Linked DNA regions of Mus musculus: regions 2 and 3 are each linked to region 1. A link is a contact called in public Hi-C and promoter capture Hi-C data. All regions are on one chromosome and are shown on one strand. Each heading gives the region's core, a stretch centred on a gene start, on an enhancer-like site or on the middle of the called end of the contact. The rest is flanking DNA. Distances are from core to core; before and after follow the strand shown. Region 1 holds the start of 9530077C05Rik (RIKEN cDNA 9530077C05 gene). Region 2 holds the start of Zfp810 (zinc finger protein 810). Region 3 overlaps Anln (anillin, actin binding protein).

The links. A called contact is a pair of places that touch in the nucleus more often than the background predicts. Capture Hi-C pulls out chosen DNA fragments and counts their contacts.
Region 2: a contact with region 1 is called in a promoter capture Hi-C map of liver. The contact joins the promoter of Zfp810 here to the promoter of 9530077C05Rik in region 1. A contact is called at or near these places in 1 of 39 promoter capture datasets (neural stem cells), 12 of 484 Hi-C or Micro-C datasets (CD4 T cells, CD8 T cells, cerebral cortex and 5 more), 7 of 115 datasets of contacts at active chromatin or transcription factors (the SCID.adh cell line, bone marrow-derived macrophages, embryonic stem cells and 2 more) and 4 of 9 other capture datasets (adipose tissue, embryonic stem cells, liver and 1 more).
Region 3: a contact with region 1 is called in a Hi-C map of CD8 T cells, with 2.7 times the contacts expected there. The contact joins the enhancer-like site here to the promoter of 9530077C05Rik in region 1. A contact is called at or near these places in 4 of 484 Hi-C or Micro-C datasets (CD8 T cells, forebrain, nephron progenitors and 1 more), 1 of 115 datasets of contacts at active chromatin or transcription factors (embryonic stem cells) and 3 of 9 other capture datasets (adipose tissue, liver and pancreatic islet).

The regions. Positions count from the first base shown.
Region 1 is chr9:22,409,252-22,414,062 of GRCm38.p6, forward strand. It overlaps 9530077C05Rik (RIKEN cDNA 9530077C05 gene), which reads left to right and starts at 2,296. Exons shown (of 7, transcript NM_026739.3): 1 at 2,296-2,498. The coding sequence starts at 2,474.
Region 2 is chr9:22,305,265-22,310,075 of GRCm38.p6, forward strand. It overlaps Zfp810 (zinc finger protein 810), which reads right to left and starts at 2,374. Exons shown (of 8, transcript NM_145612.2): 1 at 2,285-2,374; 2 at 248-338.
Region 3 is chr9:22,344,634-22,349,444 of GRCm38.p6, forward strand. The region is part of intron 20 of Anln (anillin, actin binding protein); the gene reads right to left. Among named protein-coding and RNA genes, the nearest start is that of Zfp810, 39 kb to the left of the region's middle. Within about 2 kb of position 2,043, at least 12 of the 459 cell types and tissues checked have an H3K27ac peak or open chromatin away from gene starts, as enhancers often do. A contact at or near this core is called in CD8 T cells, where this site is marked.

The sequences.
Region 1 (4,811 bases), core at 1,046-3,545:
GCATTTTGGGCAGTACTCACCGGCACTGCAGCAAGTGATGTCACTGCAGCTTTGGCTCTGAACACAAAATATGTATTTTCTATTGTATATGGTGTCACCCATCAACACTAGTGAAAGTGAATGCTACCTGAAACACCTGAGCTTGAATTCTACACGATTTGATGTTAAGAGTGGCAGTGCTTATATAAGGTTTTCTGCTCTTATGGAAACATAACGTGATGGATTAATTATGGAGACAAAGGCTTTTAGTATTTTTCCACCGCCACTCCCCGGCACGTAAGTACCTAATATATCTTATGAGTGTACTGGTTTAGAATGTTTTGCTTTAAACGTTGGCATTTGAAGGGCTGAGGGCTGGCTCAGTAGTTAAAGGCACTTGCTGCTCTTGCAGAGGACCTGGGTTCATTTTGCAGCGCCCACGCAGTGCCTCACAGCTATCCATAATCCCAGTTTTGAGGACTCTGACGCCCTCTTCTGGCCTCTATGGGCACTAGGCACACACATGGAACACATGAAAGGAAACACTCTACCCACAAATAATTTTTTAAAGACCACATTAAATTTTTAAAATAATCTTTAAGAACAATTTTTTAAAAGCTGTGTGAGGTTGTATACTCCTGTAATCCCAGCACTTAAGTGGCTGAGGAGAGAGGAGGGTCAGGAGTTCAAAGTTCTCCTCAGCTGTGTAGTGAGTACTAGGTCAGCCTACATGAAGCTTGTGTCCCTGCCAAAGGATGTGCTGATTCCAGTTTTCTTTCTTGATTGAAATGAACCTTGTCTTGGGATTAGGACAGAATTTCCAACATTCTGAAAATCACTAAGCATACTTCTGTGAGTTTATCCTGTGAGCTTATGTAAAATGGTACTCTCAGCATTGACAACTATAAAAGTGAAAGAGAAAAATCACCTCTGAAAAATGTGGAAGATGCAGGCTGGTGAGATGGCTCAGCAGTAAAGGCACCTACCACCAAGCTGACGACCTGAGTTCCATTCCCAGAACCCATTTGGTGGAAGGAGAGAACTGACTCCTGCAAGTTGTCCTCTGACCTCCACACATAAATCAAGGCATACAAGTGCTTACACACACACACACACACACACACACACACACACGCACAGAACTGTGTTGAAGATACTCTGTGCCCTGCATTATTAAATATTCAGCTGAGATTATTTATGTAAAAATAAACAAGCACATCCATCTCAGTGTGAAATTAGCTTTCATATTCTAAAATGGTAAAATTCTATATATACAAATAATAGATTTAAAGTAAATTTATGATTTAATTATTCACTATCAACTTCTCCCTCTCAAAACCCCTTTATGCAACCTCAGATATATACATAATATAATATAGATATAATATAGGGTGGCTTCAAGCTTATAGAGGAATTGGAACATCTTGATCCTCCTGCTTCTACCTCCTGAATGCTGGAATTAGAGATGTGTACCACCAGGCCAGGTTTGTATAGTACTGGGGATTAAATTCAGGGGTCTCTGAATGCTAAAGAGAGCCCTTCACCATCTGAGCTACACCCACAGTCTGTTTCCTTTTTCAATTCAGTTTAAAAAAAATTGTGTGTATTTCATGAGTGTTTGCGAGTATGGGCCTGGGGAGAGCCAGAGGGATGGGGTGCTCTCGAAGTGGAGTTACATGTAGTTGTGAGCTGCCATGAGGAAACAAACCCAAGTCCTCTGTAAAGTAGTCAGTGTTCTTAACTGCTGAGCCATTTCTCCAGATCTCCTTTTTAAATTAAATATTGCATTTATTTATTTTATTCTTTTTTTTTTTTTAGACATTCTTGTATAGTCAAGATGGTCTCAAAATTCACTATATAGCAATGATGGTCTTGAACCCCTGATCATCTTTGCTGCACATCTCAAGTGTTTGGATAACAGGAGTGTGCCACCATACCTGGCCATTTTTTTCTTCTAAAATCGCCCTATTTATTTCATACCATGTAAATTAGCTGGAAGGTCAGGGGTCTGAATTTGCTCTGGTCAACTAAAACTCAGAATTATTACACCATTTCTATTTCCCTCTACCATCATGAAATGAAGCCCTTTGAGCCTCATACAGATCCCGACCTCCCCACACAAACACCCCAGCCTCTGCGGACCAGCTCCTTGCACGGGTCCGCGTTGTGCACGCTGGGAGTTGTAGTTCGCTTCCCTTCTCTCCCTACGAGCAGGGTGTCAGTCGCAGGAGCGCCTCCAGCGGCGAGCATGTTTGGTGGCGTGGAGTGCGGGAAGAAGGCAGGATCGTCTCCTAGCAACGGGGTTGCAGCGACGTCACCGTGGCGGGTTCTTAGCTCTGAGACTAGGTGGAACCGCCAGAGCGCTTTCCAGCCTCTGGGTAAGACGTGGTCCTCCACCTTGCGCTGCCAGTCCTGCCCCATCTGGTCTCGAGCTGCCTTACGGGAGTTTTCGTCGGTGCGGCCCGCCGGCCTTGGCCTTGGCCTTGGCGGGACGATGCTGGAGTCTATTCGCGTAACGGGTGAGTGTAGGCACTGCTGGCCCAAGTGGCGCGGCTGCAGCGGGTGGAGACCGTTGGGTCTGGGACTCGGAAGACCAGGTGCAGTCGCACAGCCCTAGCCCAGCAGAGGTGAGGGGCAAGAGCTGTGCAATCTAGAGAGTGTAGAGTCCAATACGATTCCAGAGCATTTTAGGTGTGTAGTAAGGTGTTATATTTTCTAGAATGTTCAGAAAAAAAAAAAATCAGCTGTGAAAACACATCTCTACATTTCAGTGTATGTTGTGTATTTTTGTTTGCATTTATTAGCAAACATTTTGAATTGATGTTATTAATAAGAGCAGGTGTTTAGATCCAAGGTTGGAAAGTTTGTCTTTCATTTTTGAATAGATATGCATATTAGCCCTATTTAAATCTTTAATAATATTAAACAGTTCCAGAGTCATTTTCCTAGCATTTGATTCTGCATGAAAACATTTCTGCAGGACAGATACCAAAACAACGGAATAAAGGGAAATAGCTAATTCCCACAGTAGAGTCAAAAATAAGCCTAGAACTTTTAGCTTCAGGCTATTGCAGTACCCAGTAGACCAATTTTCCAAATTAGTTGTTTTGAACCCCTGACCCTCCTGCCTCAGTCTCCCCAGTGCTAAGATATGGACATCAATAGCTAAAACCATTCTTTAAGTTAGCATACAAAGTAAGAGGTTTCATTATGGTACTTTGAAACTCCTTTCATTATATGTTATTGCAGAACTTTTTAAACTGAAAAACTAAATTATTTTTAAGTGAAACTACTTTCTCATCTTAATTTTTTTACACTGTTTGCTGTTCAGTGTTATAAAACACAGAACCTACTGTTGTGCGATTGCGATAACCTACAGACTATTCCACTGTTATGTTGACAGGAGACATGCAGTTATAAAAGCCAAGATCTTAGAGGCCACTTAAATTGGCATTAGGCTTTTTAAAATTGTGATTTGATGTAGATATAACTCTTTCACCTTAAAACACATTATCAGAGGCAGACGCAGGTGAGCTTAGTCAGCCTGGTCTACAGAAGTTCCAGACCAGCCACTGATACCCTGTCTCTAAAAACAAACAAACAAAACTCCCAAAACAATACAATGTCAAAACGTTGCTTTAAAACATCAAGCCTGGCAGAAGAGTGGCAAATATGAGGATGACTCAGTGGTCCGTGTGCATGCAGCTGCGTAGTCGGGCTGATGGGATACTTGCTTACTAGAGACCAGGATCGAACAGGAGATGCCAGAAAGAAATGCATTCTTATGTACACTAACAAAGGTAATGAAAACTTCCGGTCCGTTTTATGATATAGAACAAGGCCTCTCAGCCACAGCAGTTTAATATTGAAGGAGTTAATTCTTTATTGTGAGCGACTGTTTTAACACACAGAGAATTGTGACAACCAAAAATGCCCTGTGGGTGGCAAAATACTCTCCCTATCATCCAGTTAAAATCATTGCCTGCAAGACAATAGATTCTGTTGCCACGTGAGTCACTGGGTTTAGAAACTACACCAATTAAAATTATTTTCCCCCAAACTGAAAGTCATTGTGGTGAGAGAATGATTAAAATATTAGTATGGCATATGATTAAAATATAGTATTAGGAAACAGATATGTTGAGAGTCTGCAGTACAGACTGTATTCCTATAGAGCCAGGGGTTTGCAGATGGATTCTTTTTAAACTGAACACCTACTCTTGTTAAATCAGTTCTTTCACCAGAATTTAATGGACTACAAGTGGCAGACCTTCGTGGTCGTGCATTTTCTGATGTAGGTAACTTGGCAGTGAAACACTAGCATTAGGGAAACTTGTTTCTGGTATTTTTAAACATTCACCATTGTTACAAAGCGATTATTAGTATTAGTATTGTTAATTTATTATATAGGCTCTCCTGTTGTGTAGGCTTCGTGCTGACATATCTGTCAATCAATAAATGGGACAACCAGAACCTTTATGGAGAGTGTAGCTGAGAAACAGATCTGTACTATCCAGACTTCCCCTCACTCTGCAGTGTCTCAGATGCCCCTGCCCCTTTCTTGCCAGTAGAACTTGATTGCAATAAGAACACTGATGAAAATGTGGACCTTTTTTCTTTTTGCTTTGAAAGAGCAATATATATGCCAGCCTGGTGGCACAGGCCTGGAACCCTAGCTACTGGGAAGCTGCAGCAGGGAGATGCAAGTTCAGGTCTTCCTGGCTAACTTAAGTGAGTGCCTGTCCCAAAATACATGTCTGGGGGACTGGGGATGGCCCAGCTGAGAGCGTGCTCGCCTAGCATGCAAGCACCCTGCTTCTGGTGCCCAGTGC
Region 2 (4,811 bases), core at 1,124-3,623, 100 kb before region 1:
ACCCCACAAACACAGAGTTCCTGGCTGCAGTGAGGTAGCCAGCTAAGCTCTATGTTCCTTCTCACTACAGAGACGGCATGACATGATCAGGTAACCACTCACTGAATGCTCTGCAAACCTCTCAGGAGATGATGGGGGGAGTGCACCCCATAATCACATTGCACAGACAGCAGGGACCTAGACTAGCCCAAGTATGCAGGCTATAGATTTCCCTCCCCTGGATGTGGGAGCCAGACCACAAACTCACCATTTCCAGCTTCCAGGGAATAGAGTTCCTCCCTTGGGCCTTCTGGAAGTAGTATGTCATGAGGATTTCCCAGGAAAACTCGAGTCTACATCTGCAAAACAATCAAGGTTACCTGATTTTTTTTTTTTTTTTTTTTTTTTTTTTTTTTTTTTTTTTTTTTTTTGAGACAGGGTTTCTCTGTGCAGTCCTGGCTGTCCTGGAACTCACTCTGTAGACCAGGCTGGCCTCGAACTCAGAAATCCGCCTGCCTCTGCCTCCCAAGTGCTGGGATTAAAGGCGTGCGCCACCACGCCCGGCTGGTTACCTGATTTTTAATGGAGGTGTTGTAATACAGAAGTAAGACTGCATTGGCAACTTTACAGCTTTATTCTAGTTGAGCTTCAGCTGACAAGACTTCGTCAGACTCCAGAGGAAGGGGTCCTGCAGAGGGGGGGGGGGGGCTTCCTTTCTCTTCCCATTTGCCTTAAGGTTTCTCCTTTCTATCCGGTCTGTCTTTGCCTTCACTCTTCACATCTCCTCAAACCTGAGTCCTCCCTCAGAGCTGATCTTCAGGATCAGATCTCTTTTCAGTTGTCCCATCCTCAAATCCCTTTCCATCAACTCTTTCTCAGATTGAGGCATCCTCTCCCTCAGACCCTTACTTCCTCCCTCAGGCCCTGGCCTCCTCCCTCAGGCTCTGGCCTCCTCCCTCAGATTGTCACCTCCTCTCTCAGGTCCTGGTTTCCACCCTCAGGCCCTCACCTCCTCCCTCAGGCCCTTATTTCCTCCATCACACCCTGCCTTCCTCCATCACACCCTTTCTCAGGCCTACATCCCTCCTACAGACTCCTCAGTTCTTCATTCATCCTCTGAGACTATAGGGGTATTGGCAAACACTGTCTCTCCCATCCCTTTGGGAGTCTCCTTGAGTCTAGTAGACACCAACTTCTGAGTTCTATGACTACCCTGGCTGACCAGTGACAGGCACTGAGGAAGTCATTCATACTTAGAACCATTCCCTGGCCTCAACTTACCATTCAGTAAAGTGTCCAGAGAGCCTCTATCCCATCTCTACTTAGGGTTGAGAGTCGCAGCAAGGAGAGCTATTGGCTCTAGGCTTCATAGAACAGCCAACAGAGAAATGCAAACAGAGGTGGGGAAAGAAAGACGGCCAGGGAAGCAGAGTGCTGGTTCATGTGCTCAGGGAGATCCATCCCTCCCCTCCGCCTGCCAGGCGGCTTTCTGCTTCAAGAGATGCTTGTTGTCACCTCTGCAGAGGTGAGGGGTTTACCTTTCTCTACTTTCTCGGTCCCTAGGTCTTCAATTCTTTTTTTGCCTCTGGGAAGAAACCTGGACACCTAGATTCTCAGCCCAAGGCATTGACATTCCTGTTCTGTGGGGGCTGGGCTGGCGACAGAGCCACTTCCCTAGTATGCATTTCCTAGGCTCCATCACAGAGAACGTAAGGTATTCAGAGAATAGGTAGGTACTCAGATTCCAACCCATGCCCTAGAGAACGGGACCCAAGAAAATACATGCCCTGAGGGGAAAAGGTGAGAAATCAAGGGACTAGCGTCTAAAATCAGTACAGTTAAAAACTAAATACTAAAATCAGTACAGTTAAGAACACCCTTCAGTGCGATCCTGAAATTCAGAAACAAGCCACAGAGCAAGGGGCATACAGGGCTGAAGGTGATGGGGCTGGGTCGTGCAGAGTCGCGGGGCCAGGAAAATCCTGGGGCAACCCTTCACTGGGGCCAGGTAACCTGGGGGGTCGGTTGCTGGCACTGTCCAGCTGACACAAGTCCTTTCAGAACAGCTGGTTGCAAGAATGTGCCGCAAGCCCCAAACCCCGCGGGGGACTTCGGTCCAAGGACCGTGACCTGCGCTCCAGTATCCCAGCCAGGGAGAGCACAGCGGCGGGACTCGAGTCCCCACGCGAGGACCAGGGACGCGACAGGACACTCGGGGGGCCCAGCCCCCACCCCACAGCTGGGGTGCGGAGGGCTCGGGCTTCGGACTCTGCAGCCGCCGGCTCCGCGGGGACGCCGCGCTCACCATGGCGGAGTCGAGACACCCCGCGTCCTCGCTGCGCGGCGCAGACCCGTGCCGGTACCGACAGAGTCCCCCGAACCTGGGACACCGGCTCCAGATCCCAAGATGGTGGTATGCTGTCACGTCAGAGACAAAGGCCGGACCGCCAAAGCCCGCCCCCTTCCCTTTGTCTATGCGCCCGATTGCGCGTTTCTCACCCCGGCGCCTTCGATTGGACAGGGTTTCAGTTCTCATCCGGCTCAGACCTGACTGACAGAAGCTGGCACCAATCCATGAGTGCATAAAGCAAGCCAACTTTATTCCCACCGTTTAAAAATGACAACTTCTCGCTCCGCAGGTATCCTGAGGTATGGCATCCTGTGCAAGAGCCCACCGCCACCTGAACGCTTGCATTTAGCCTTGTACAAAGGGCGGAGATATCGTCCTAGGGTCTGGATCGAGTTCAATCTCCTTTGCCAATTAAAGAAGTGAGACAGGACCAGCACCGCAGGTAGCAACAGGAAAATAATCTGGCCCGACAGTGGTGGCGCACGCCTTTAATCCCAGCACTTGGGAGGCAGAGGCAGGTGGATTTCTGAGTTCGAGGCCAGCCTGGTCTACAGAGTGAGTTCCAGGACAGCCAGGGCTACACAGAGAAACCCTGTCTCAAAAAACCAAACCAAACCAACAAACAAAAAATAAAAAATAGGGCTGGTGAGATGGCTCAGTGGGTAAGAGCACCCGACTGCTCTTCCGAAGGTCCAGAGTTCAAATCCCAGCAACCACATGGTGGCTCACAACCATCCGTAACGAGATCTGACTCCCTCTTCTGGAGTGTCTGAAGACAGCTACAGTGTACTTACATATAATAAATAAATCTTTTAAAAAAAAAAAAATAAATAAATAAATAAATAAATAAAAACCTCAGACACAGTAGGTAGCAGCAACAGGTATCAAATTTTAATAAAAGTTAAAAAGCACCGCCGGGTGGTGGCGGCGCATGTCTTTAATCCTATCACTCAGGAGGCAGAGGCAGGCAGATTTCTCAGTTCGAGGCCAGCTTGGCCTATAGAGTGTTCCAAGAACCAGGGATACACAGAGAGATCCTGTCTCTAAAAAACAAACAAACAAAGCACACAAACATAGCCAGGCACATCCAGACCGAAGCAGAAAAAGGACAACACTTTTTCCCCTTGGGTTTTGAAATATTTTGGAGGCTAACCATGAGTCCCCCTTTCCCTAGTTTAGGATTGGTCAGTTACAAAGAAGAGTATCTGATAGGCCCATAGCTATAGGTAAACAAATCCCTGTCTGGCCTTGAGCATCCAGAAATGGGTCATTGCAGCCAGAGTAGAGGTGGGGGGAGTGGGGGATGGGGTGAGGAAAAAGCCAGAAATTTGCCATTTTTGTTCTTTAAGGTCCCCTTTTCTGTCTGTCTGCCTGTCAGAGATGTGTCTAGTTCCTGATCCCTTGGTTATATCATCTTATGAGTTATTTTTAGGTATATCTTACACAAATGGGAAGTATTCGACCAGCTTTATAAATTCCATGCACATTCTTTCCAACTTTGCTCTTTTGAGGCGAAAGGCTGTGCTTTGAAATGGGCAGCAATCCCCTAAAACCCCAGTGTCTGATACAAATAAAGTGGGGGACAAATTATAAAATGTCTTAAAGTGAGGTTCTCCTCCTTCCCCTGATGGCCTGTCCCCAGCTTTCATATTAGATATGTCCTCAGAAATCTAAATAAAAATGTTGTAATATTCACATAAAGAAATCAAAAGTAATGAAATGGATTATAAAAACAACCATTCAAAAAGCCATGATATGTTTTCATTTCTCATGGTGGGAAAAATTGAAACATATGAATTAATCCCACATGGATACAGATTGCTTCCATTCCTGACTATTTGTAGACATTGTATGCTTTCCAACACTGACAAAATTGGATTTGAAACTTGTTTTTATGAATGCAAATGGCATTACTACAGATGATGTTTATTGGGGATGGGATTTTGCCTTGAAGCAATATAGGCAAACGCAGGGGTGTGCCCTGAATTTGTTTTAAGTTTTGTTGTTGGTTTTTTTTTTTTAATCTATGCAGTATTGTTTTCTACCACACAGAACTGAGATGCTGTAATTGAAAGACCAGGAAAAAATCCTGACCCCCTAGCAAACAGAGTAGAGCCAAGAATGTAAGTTAGCCAGTTCAATGACTCTGTTCCAGGAACTTGACTAACCACAGAACAGATGCTTACACCAACTGGTTCATTGACCCTGTTCCAAGACCTGGCTGACCACAAAAGTTAGATTAAAATCCTGAGAACAATCTTGAGAAGCAGGGAGTTTCGCCTTGTGAGTTTTCACTGGTATTTTCGGTATTTTCCAATGACACACTCCCTACCCCCTTGGGTTGTGTTTTCTTCCTTTAAATACCCCTTCTTCCAGCCACTCGAGGTCAAACTCCTCTATCCATGTGTGGGATATGAGTCTGGTTCCGGTCAATAAACCTCGTGTGATTGCAGCAAGGACATTCTCTCGTGAGTTCTTGGGG
Region 3 (4,811 bases), core at 793-3,292, 65 kb before region 1:
ACACATATTTCTAGGTACATTTCTTTTTTATAATCTCTGCCACATACACACACACACACAGGCTATCTACACACACACACACATACACACACACACACACACACACACACACACACACACACACACACAGAGGCTATCTTCTCCAGATAGGCAAAGCTTTAAATAACCCTATATTTCCCTTGGTAAATTCCTGTTCCTAACTGTCCTTGAATAAAGGAAAGGTAAGGCTTTATGGACCTACATGGCACTAACAATACTTCCCTTCAACACTATATTTTTATCCCAGGAGAACAGGGATGTGACAATAACCACCCTCTAGGTCATATACTCATTTTAAAGACTGCCTGAAACACACCTAACACAGAGCTCAGTTCTTGTGCCATTTTATTTACTTGGGGCAGATTTCTAAAACTCTGGAGTCCAGGAGTCAGTCAGCCTGACAGAAGACAGAAACAGGACTAGAGGTACCAGCGCAGCAGTGCTGAGCTCAACCTAGAGGCTCTGTTTAACCTCTGTGAAGAAGGGGTGCGTTTGCCTCTATGCAAACTGTGTCCCATTACTCACAAGGTAGTGACTGCTCTCAACCATGGCTGATATAATAATCAGGGACAGATACATCCCCAAAAAACTATTACCAGATTCTGTCTACTAACTTTATTTCACCAAGTTTGAAAGATTTGTACAATTAAGTGCCTAGGATTCTATTTCTAATTTAGAGATTAAAAACTTACAAAAGGGGCTGGAGAGATGGCTCAGTGGTTAAGAGCACCAACTGCTCTTCCAAAGACCCTGAGTTCAAATCCCAGCACCCACCTGGTGGCTCACAGCCATCCGTAATGAGATCGAGATTGGATGCCCTCGTCTGGGGTGTCTGAAAACAACCACAGTGTATTTACATTAAATAAATAAATAAACAAATAAATCTTTTTAAAAACTTACAAAAGGCCTCATTTCTTTAAAAACAAAAAACAACAACAAAAAAATTGGGTAAACTTAACAAAAACAAACAAAACAAAACAAACTTAACTTCTGTTTGCAGCAGACAGAGACCATTATGGCAGACTACAACCAACCAAAACAGAGCTGTGGAGTCCTGTCCCAGGAGGTTCCTCTATAACCCAACTCCCTGGCCTACAGTTCAGACTACTCTGAGGAAGAGGGAGCAGGAGGACTGAGAGTCAGAGATCAGAGAGCATGGCTAACATGTGTCTCCTAGGAATGTCAGAAGCTGCCATTAATGTCAGAGGCCATGAATTTGAAAGAGGGCAAGAATGGGCGTTTGGGCCGGGCGTGGTGGCGCACGCCTTTAATCCCAGCACTAGGGAGGCAGAGGCAGGTGGATTTCTGAGTTCGAGGCCAGCCTGGTCTACAAAGTGAGTTCCAGGACAGCCAGGGCTATACAGAGAAACCCTGTCTCCCAAAAACAAAACAAAACAAAACAAAAAAAAAAAAAGAATGGGCGTTTGGAAGAGTTTGAAGGGAGAAAGGAGAGGGGGAAATTACATAATTATAATTTCAAAGTTAAAGAAAAAAGATGGGGCTGTAGCAATGGCTCAGCGGTTAAGAGCACTGACTGCTCTTCCAGAGGTCCGGAATTCAATCTACAAACCACATGGTGGCTCACAACCATCTGTAATGGAATCCGATGCCCTCTCTGGTGTGTCTGGAGAGAGTTACAGTGTACTCACATACATAACATAAATAAATAAATCTCAAAAAAAAAAAGAAAAGACATCAAACAAATGTTTCCTATGTCTGGACTAAGATAATGTGAAGACAGCCAAGCACTTGGAAAGCAGTACGTGTCTAGTACTAAGCTCCAGGAAGACCTCAGCCTCTGCCAGGCACCGCTTTTCCCCTGTGCAAGGTGCAGGGGGCTGTCCTGCCTGTCAGGTAAGTGGCATCCTGCCCACCAGGCTTCCCTACCAGGATCTCATGAGCAAATGTTAGCTGCAAACGGGCTGGAGACCAGAGGGCCCAGCTCAGTCTCAAGGTACCTGAAACAAAAACTGAACCCAAACAACCCAGGAGGCCGAGACAGAAGATCGCAACACATTTGTGGTCAGCTTAGAACACACAAGAGACCTCAAAAAAGAAAGTCAAGTCTATAACAATAGAGATCAGAGATAAATGGAACAGTTTGCCAGGAAGTTTAATATATGCTGCAAAAGCTGACAAAATCAGTGAGGGGCACCTGACCATGCAGGAGTCCCTCAGTTTGAATCTCAAGACCCCATACACAACACACACTCTCTATCTCAGAAAAAAAAAAAAAAAAACAAACCAAAAAACCAAAAAACCAAAAAAAAAAAAACCATAAAACTGAAACTATATTGTTCCTACCAATTAAGTTTAGGAGTTGATATTTTCTTGCAAATTAAAGCATGGTGACTAGTATGGAAATACTTATTTATATAAGATTTCAAAAATTAAGAAAGGGCCAGGCAGTGGTGGCATCTGCCTTTAATCCCAGCACTCAGGAGGCAGAGGCATGTAGATCTCTGTGAGTTGGAGGCCAGCCTAGTCTACAGGGTGAGTCCAGGGCAGTCAGGGCTACACACAAAATCCCTGTTATGAAAAACAAAAACAAGAAACCAAATTCAAAACATGTCAAATCTTCCTTACTAACACACAGAATAAAAGGCTCCTGCCCTAATCTGTTCTGCCCGAGTCTTTCTAAGGCCATCTACACTTCATTGATTACTATTAAGAGATATCCAGGATGAATGAACAATGCAAGTCACCACACCCTGGCACAGGTTAGCATAAAAAGGCAGAAATAATTACACGGACAAAAAGGCATAAATTGAATTTCTTTACAGATAAGAATGCCTGATTGGTCAGATGTCTTGCTTGGCATATGGCTTAGATTCCAGCACTTGGGAGGCAGAGGCAGGAGGATCACTATGAGTTCAAGACAAGCTCAAGGCAAACAGTGTCGACCAAGAATACCCAGGCAGCCAGAGCTACACAGTAAGAACTGTCTAAGGAGAAAGAGTGCCCAGTCACTCTGGCTCCAACGTCAAAGCCCTCTAAGTCTATACTTGTTTTATTTCATTACTGTTTTCTCTAAAAAATATTAAGTGACATTACCGTTTCCTAAAGAAAACCTCTCCACACACCTCAGTGGTTCTTTCAAGCCAGTTGAGCTCTTCCCACTAAAGTATAAAGCTGGATGTCGCACTGGCATAAAGAGCGTAGTAAAGTCTGCAACTGGCTGGGATTCATGATTTAGGCTCCGGGATTCAGCTTTTAATTTAGGTATCAGCTCATTTAACATGGAAATCTCCTACTTGTGGTTCTAGGGCATCTAACTCCCCCCTTTTGGCTTCTGCAGGAACCAGGTACATACATGGTGCATATACATACATGCAGCCAAAATACTCATAGCCACAAGAACAATCTTTTTTTTGTCTTGCTTTGTTTTTTTTTTTTTTTCTTTTGTTTTTTTCGAAACAGGGTTTCTCTGTGTAGCCCTGGCTGTCCTGGAACTCACTCTGTAGACCAGGCTGCCCTCGAACTCAGAGATCGGCTTACCTCTGCCTCCCAAGTGCTGGGATTAAAGGCGTGCGCCACCACCGCCCGGCTTCTATAAGAACAATCTTAAAACATCATACCAATAGCTTTTAGTATATCAGAAGTCAAATATGGAACACTTTTAATCTTAAACATAGTTATTAATTTCCTATTCTAATTAGTACTGATAAAAATAAATATGAAAAATAAATAAATAAATAAATAAATATGAGGGGTGGAGAGATGGCTCAGTGGTTAAGAGCACTGACTGCTCTTCCAGAGGACCTGAGTTCAATTCCCTGCACCTACATGGTGGCTCACAACCATCTGTAATGAGATCTGATGCCCTCTTCTGGTGTGCCTGAGGAGAGCATCCATGTACTCGAAAGAAAGAAAGAAAGAAAGAAAGAAAGAAAGAAAGAAAGGAAGGAAGGAAGGAAGGAAGCGAATATAGATTTTTAAAAATTGTAAAAGGTGGTCTGGGGATGCAGCTCAGTCGGTAGAGTCCTTGTCTACCACGCATGAAACCCTGAATCTGACCCCATCCATAATCCAGCCACGAAGACCAATGGCTGTGATCAGAGAGCTTGGAAGGTAAAGAGAATCCCAAGTTGAAGGTCACCTTTGGTTACATAGTAAAGTTTGAAGACAGCCAAGAATAAATGAAACCATCTTTAAAAAAAGAAAAATCGTAAAATAGAAGAAACTATAGAGAAAATTCCAAAGCAATGAAAATTATCAAGAAATTAAAAAAAAAACCTTTTGAAGAATTTTGAAAGTAGAGAAAAAGATGCCATACCCAAGAGCCCAAAGAATAACTTTTTTGTCTCATATATAACATATATTTTGTTAATTATTCAAGTATACCAAAAATACACAAGAGTGTTTAGTGAAACAAACACACATGGACTAAAAATCAAGGGTTGGTTAGTTACTGTTCTTTTTAAAAAATTAATTTTAAAAAATTTATTAAATTTAATTTATTCATTAGAACATATACTTAATCAGCAGCATTAGTATAAGGATGATTAAGAAATAACACAGGCAGAAAATGACTTCTTAAGCATATTAATTTCAAATAAAGAAAATAAAGCAACCTTTTCCTGGAACAAATAGCCCAGTAGCTCCTGTTCTCTTACATCAAAATTTATCTAAAATAAACAAAAAAAGAAAAAAGAAAAAAGAAAAAAAGACCCAGAATCACTCAATGTGTTAAGACTAGTTGAATTACTAAATAAGTTACAATTTTAGGTTTTAGCATGTTAAAATACATTTTTTTGTGTTAATGGTAGTCA